Linked DNA regions of Zea mays: region 1 is linked to region 2. The links are chromatin contacts, called in public Hi-C maps. All regions are on one chromosome and are shown on one strand. The core of a region is the stretch at or near the end of the contact, and the rest is flanking DNA. Distances in the headings are between cores, read along the strand shown.

What was found. Hi-C and Micro-C count contacts between places; a contact is called where the count stands out from the background.
Region 1: a Hi-C map of tassel shows a contact between it and region 2, with 1.6 times the contacts expected there. The contact joins the promoter of LOC100281046 here to the promoter of LOC100284886 in region 2. A contact is called at or near these places in 4 of 25 Hi-C or Micro-C datasets (ear, leaf, leaf mesophyll and 1 more).

The regions. Positions count from the first base shown.
Region 1 is chr5:9,024,590-9,027,684 of Zm-B73-REFERENCE-NAM-5.0, reverse strand. LOC100281046 reads right to left here and starts at 1,611. Exons shown (of 2, transcript NM_001153965.2): 1 at 1,143-1,611; 2 at 1-267. The coding sequence starts at 236.
Region 2 is chr5:8,850,923-8,854,130 of Zm-B73-REFERENCE-NAM-5.0, reverse strand. It overlaps LOC100284886, which reads left to right and starts at 1,722. Exons shown (of 4, transcript NM_001157781.2): 1 at 1,722-2,324; 2 at 2,429-2,518; 3 at 2,643-2,920; 4 at 3,057-3,208. The coding sequence starts at 2,135.

The DNA.
Region 1 (3,095 bases), core at 362-2,861, 170 kb before region 2:
CCTGCGACGGCTTCAATAGTGAAGTGCTCCCATACCAAAGACTTCTTTCTCCTGCGTCTGGTTCCAATAGTAGGAGTTGTCACCTCAGAAACAACTAGCTCATTTCCTTGAACCAAATCATCACCTTGGGACAGCTCTTCAACATGGACCAACTCATCACCTTGGATTGCCTCATTGCTGAGAGCAATCTCGTTATCTTGTGCCACCTGAGCGTCATTGGCAGTTTCCTCGGCCATCTTGATAGGCTACCCGCTGAACTTTTGAGATCTGTAAGTCATGGCAATGGTAAAATCAGGACATTGTGGAAGCGCGAAAATGACATCAAAATAGGATTCAATCTTTGAACATAACAGAACTGACAAATACATCATAGTTTCGCAACAAAAAGGCCTAGTAATAAGAGGAACTCGCACAACTCCAGTAAGTTGTATTATTATTAAGAAGGGAAATTTGGATCCATACCATTAAAAGATCACCACTTTGGATCCATACCATTACTATCTCACTTACATGTGGGTCCACATGAGTCAATGACATGTGGGGTCCATAGTATATATCTAAAGTTTGGATCTTTTAATGGTATAGATCCAATTGTTCCTATTAAGAATTAAGCACTACAACTTCCATCCTAAAATAGACGACGCTTTTGGTTTTTAGATATCATGTTTGGCAGTTTGTCTTATTCATTTTTTTACAGATAATAAAATAAACAAGTCATTATTAAACTATCTTTAATGATAAAATAAGTTATAGCAAAACAAATAATGCTTATAATGTTTTTAATAAGACATACCGTCAAACAAAATGCATAAAAGCCAAAAACGTATGCCCTTACTTCCTCAACCACTCGTATTCTTGAACAAGCTCATAAATCACCAAAATCCTAACTTTCTTTTCCTTGTTTAGACGAAACACTACTTGCTAGTGCCATCTTCAATTCGTGCGTGAGACACTGGAGCGCCATTGAGCTTGGGCTTTCACCATGCCATGGTTTAAGCTATAGAACTTCAAAGGGGGCTGCATGACACGGTTAAGCTACAGAGCTTCAGACCATGTCCACAGCTGCTCAAACCCTAAGCATCCTTGGTCTCGCAAGAATGTGCCACATGATTATGTACCCGCAAACTTCTGAATTCAATCACCTGAGCGTTTCCCAGTCGACACAGCTGACTGAGAATCAAAAGTCCGCTCGCCGCAGAGTTTTCCCCAAATTACTGCCATGGCGCATGGAGGAGACTACAGATCTCATCTGGCCCGCGGAACAGAACCTCGCGCCCCAAATTCGAAATCCTACTATGAACAGCAGCCACGGGAGCTCCTCTATGGCCTGGACTTGTAGACCGCACACCGACCGGTAAAATTTCAGGAAATCGGAAGAAATCCCAGCATGGCCCACTAGGCCCAAATCGGGACGGGCGAAAACCTTTCAAAATCGCGCTTAAACGCAGCAAAATAAAAGCCCACAGATTTAAACGGCCGCCACAGATCCGGCGGAATCTAGCCCAGACCATGCAGATCTAGGATGAACTCGCGAGCGCGAGGAAATCATAACGCCACCAGACGAGCTGGAGCAGGGGAGGGGAGGGAGACCGGGCGGACGAGTATGGCAACGGAGGAGCTTACTGCTTTCAGGAGAGGAGAGGAGAGAAGAGGAGGTGGTGGCCGAGATCGGAATTCCGGACTGCTAGGGCTCGGCCCAAGAAGCGCCCTAAGGCCGAGCAGGTGGTAGATCTGGTTTTTGGGGGAAGCGGGTTGTGGAAGAGAGCGAGCGAGTGGCAGACTGGCAGGTGAGGGAGACTTTGGGTGGAAAGGAAATGCGAAGCGGGGACAGAGAGCCGGGGCTGTGACGTTTCAATGGGCTCACGGTCACTGGTCGCGGCCCATCCCCTTCTCGCGTGCCCGTCCGTCCTTGCGTGCGAGGCATAGGAGACTGCCGGGCCGGCCATGCGTCGCCCCGGGTATTACTCTCGAAATTTGCTTATCGCAAACTAGGAACACATCGGTTTTCCGGATTTGTTGAACGTTATTAGTGTCTCCGTTAGGACATGTATAGCGAAGGGACATTAAAATAGTTCTCTAAATATCAGAGATAATTAAAAGACTTTAATAAACAATGAACTGTCTATAAATATAGTCTATTAATAAATACAGAAGTAAATATGCTGGTACAACATCGGATCGATAAAATAGACGACGAATTCGTATAATGAGAAGTGAGACGTCAGCAGGGGCGGAGCCAAGGGGCCCGGCAGGGGCCATGGCCCCTCCCAAGGCTGAGACACAAACAAGAGAATTATGTGTATATATAGTCTAAATTTTGTGTTTCTAAATATTTTTCTCTAAATTTTGTGCAACATAATTAATCAAGGGTTTAATATAGTGATTGGTAATACATGATTCATAACTTTGTTGTAGTATATGCTAACCAAAGTCTAAAAAAAGACAAAGAATATAAGATAAAATATTTGTTTAATGACCAATCGATGCTTGCATGAAACGTCAAACCTAATTCGCTTGTGACGATGGTATCTGAACCTCACCCCTTTATGATTCATCCTATCATCTGGCTAGGCAGCTATCGATTTCCGCTGACCACTTGACTTGTCTCTACCATAGCCCCACAACCAAGTCAACAAAGGTGATCACGCGAAGCAGCAGAATGAGCGTCAACAACTTATATACACAATACATTAGATCTTGTTGATAATAAAATCAACAGATTTTAACTAAAGTTGTCACCTGATAGTTGTGTGTACACGACAAATTTGACATATACCTGCCACCTGCGTAGGTTGACGAATTTTCATGGATCCTCGAGGCTTTAGATTTTTGAATTCTCTCACAATTTTGTTAGTTGCCCTCATGAATACTAGAGTCATTATATAGAAGTTGAATCTCATCCGTCGGATATTCATCGTTATGTCGTCTTTATTATTTTGGTATTGTTCTTGCGTCACAACTTTAGTTTAATATATCAATTAGTTAGAAAATGAACTCATGAACTAAAATAGTTTATGAACATCTAGAATTCTTATTACATATCGAGTGCTTAAACTTGATAATATTATACAATATTTTTTATCATATAATATTGA
Region 2 (3,208 bases), core at 473-2,972:
ATAGTGTGGGACTACAAATAGAGCTAGGCATGAAGACAAATAATATAGATATATTTGTTCGATTTGATTGTTCTCCTTCATATTAATAAGGAAAGAGGTTTGGACCTTATCGTAACTGAAATCCATCAAGACACCACAAAGAAACAAGGAATATCTCGCAACAAATCAAGACTCTCGCTCGAACAAATCTAATATTGGGTGGTCTGTCCTAACAAGCCGGACTATCAGAGGGTCGAACCATTTGATAGTACTAGTGCCGTCGAATTTGGTGTTTAACACCAAGCACCCTGACATATGGGTACTAAGTCCCCAATATGGCGAGTAACCCCTCTCGACTGACCATGTCTCTTTTTGTAAAAGAGGGGAAGAACTAGTTGTTTTCCCCTTGCTATCTGAGATGGCTAGGGTTAGAAATGAGTCGAGTCGAGCTTGGCTCAATGCGGCTTGCTAGCTAATCAAGTTCGACTTTGCTCGGCTCGCTCACTCAACGAGCTGCGTAAGGAGGCTTGGCTCGATGTTGGCTTGCGAGCCGGCTCGGCTCGACCCGCAAGCTGCACCTTTTAAAATAATATTGTATTATATATTGAATTAATAATCTATAAATGTAATATATAGAATCATCATTCTATATTGAGAGTAATCTAAATTAGAAATTGTCATATATTCATCATTCAAGATTAAAGAATGAATCAGACATTTATAATTTTGTTTAATATACTTCATTATTGTGTAGGTTGAATAATTTGGTGCACCTTGCGAGCTGAAATGAGCCGGCTTGGTTCGGCTTATTGCGCCGACGGGCTAAAAATTTAGGCTCGACTCGACTAGTTTATGGCTTCCAAGAGACTGACGACCCAAAGTAGTCCCATCGCCAGGGCTAGCGGTCCAATCGTTACCGCTGCCAATGACTCTCTAGCTAGCACCAATGGTCGCCTGCACAAGGCAACCCGCAAACCCACACGTCATAAAACCCACCAGGCAGTCTCACCATAGGATGTCATGGTCCCACCGTTAAGATGCACTAACACATTTCGTGTGTAGGGTAGTTTAAAATTCAAATCCCCTGTCATTTGAGGGGAATAAGGAAGAAATGAACTAATTTCCCTATTACTCCTTCATTTTTTTTTGTTTCGTTGGAATTGAATTCCATTTTAATAATTATAATTTAGACAAAACTAATTAAGTTTATATATTTATATATGTAATATATTTGTATATTATCCTAAATCATATGAGAGAGATAGTTATATACTACATTTATGTTATAGAGGCGCAAGTAGAAGAATATTCTATAAGTTGTACATCGAAAAAATAGCATGTAAATCTATAGAATCCATTTCAATCGCTCACCTCATGAATTTGAGGTAGGTTTATATGATAACTTTAGAAAGTGGTGGAATGTCATATTCTACAAAAGTAGTCTATTCCATTAGTAAGATTCCAATTCCTCGAAATGAAAGGAAACAAACGGGGCCTTAGGGAATTCGAGTTTTCAAACGTGGTCGTCCGGCCTATATCAGACATGGTCGGTCGGTTTTAAGCCCAAAGCACCCTCTGTTTTACTGGGCCACTGAATAGGTCCGATGGGACAAGTCCACTAGTGCATTCCATCTTCAAACAACTTGCTTCCAAGGCTCAACTCTCGTAGGCCAGAAGCCCACAACCATCAGCCCAGTGCTGACCAGAACCCGATGTCGTTCCTGTCTCGGTCAGCAGTTCCTTTTCCTTCCTCATGAAGGCGCCGCGCCGGCGTGGGGGCATCGATCGCCGCGCCGGTGATTCGGCGCACCGCCCTGCCCTGCCCGCCCAGCGGATTCGGTGCGGCAGACGTACGCGGACAGCCGGACCCGGACGCGATGTGAAGTGCGAACCCCAAAAATATTCCACTTGTCTTCCCCCCTCGTCGACCCACAGAACCTTCGACTCGTCGCCACTGGAGAAGTGGCTGGCTACCTCCGATTCAGCACGTAAAGAAAGCAAACCGCCCGCAGTTCCGTTCCGCAAGACCAGATCGCCCGCTTTTCTCCTCCGGTCCTCTCCTCCCTCCCCTCTCCCCTGAGCCCTGATCGAATCGATCCACGGTGCCGGCGGACGCCTCGACCCCTCCAGTTCCATCCAATCCGCCAGTGAACAGATGGCGTCGCAGTGGGCTGCTCCGCCGCCGGGCTACCCGGCCGGGCACGGGCAGGCGTACGGCGACCAGCAGCTGGCCACGCCGCCGCCTCAGGCAGCGACGGCCGTGGCCGTGACGGCGGCGAGCAACGGCGTGGGCAACCCCTACGTCGTCGTCACCCCCGCGTCTGCCGCACCGTCCACCTGCCAGAGTGCGCGCCTGAATCTGCTCTCGCTCATCCTTTGCGCCCCCCTTGAAGCAAGAGAAATCCTCAGCCTGCTTACGTGTTTTGTTCGCTTGGATGCGTCGTTGCAGCCGTCAGGAAGGCGCTGGGCCGCTACGGCAAGCTGCTCGAGGACGGAACCCGCAAGGCCGCCGACGCCACCGGCAACATCTGGCACCACCGTGCGTGCCCCATGCTTTGATCCTCTCTATCTCTCTCTGTCTGTCTCTGATCAGTTCGCCAATCGTCATGATACGCACGCTATGGCTTCCGATGTGTGACTTGCTGCTCCCCCTTGGCGGACAGTCCGGACGGCGCCGAACATGGCGGACGCGGCGGTGGCGCGGCTGACGCAGGGGACCAAGGTGTACGCGGAGGGCGGCCACGACAGGGTGTTCTACCAGACGTTCGGCGCCATGCCCGGGGAGCAGCTCCGCAAGGCCTACGCCTGCTACCTCTCCACCTCCTCGGGGCCCGTCATCGGCACGCTCTACCTCTCCACGGCGCGCCTCGCCTTCTGCAGCGACAGCCCGCTCTGCTACCAGGGCCCTGCCGGCCAGCCGCACGAGTGCATGTACTACAAGGCGAGTAGCAGCCTGCCTTTCAGTCGCATTCAGAAATTCAGTTCAGTTGCCTGCATCTTCTTCAGTTCCCTGTGAGTCGTAGACGACTGACAGAACAAAAAAAAAAAGGGTAACCATATGCGAAGTATACCTGCAGGTGGTGCTTCCTCTGAGCCAGGTGACATCCGTGAACCCTTCTTCCAGCATGCGCAACCGGGCAGAAAGGTACATTCAGATCAGGACCATGGATAACCACGAGTTCTGGTTCATGGGGTTCGTGAACTACGACAAGGCCCTCAAGAATCTCTA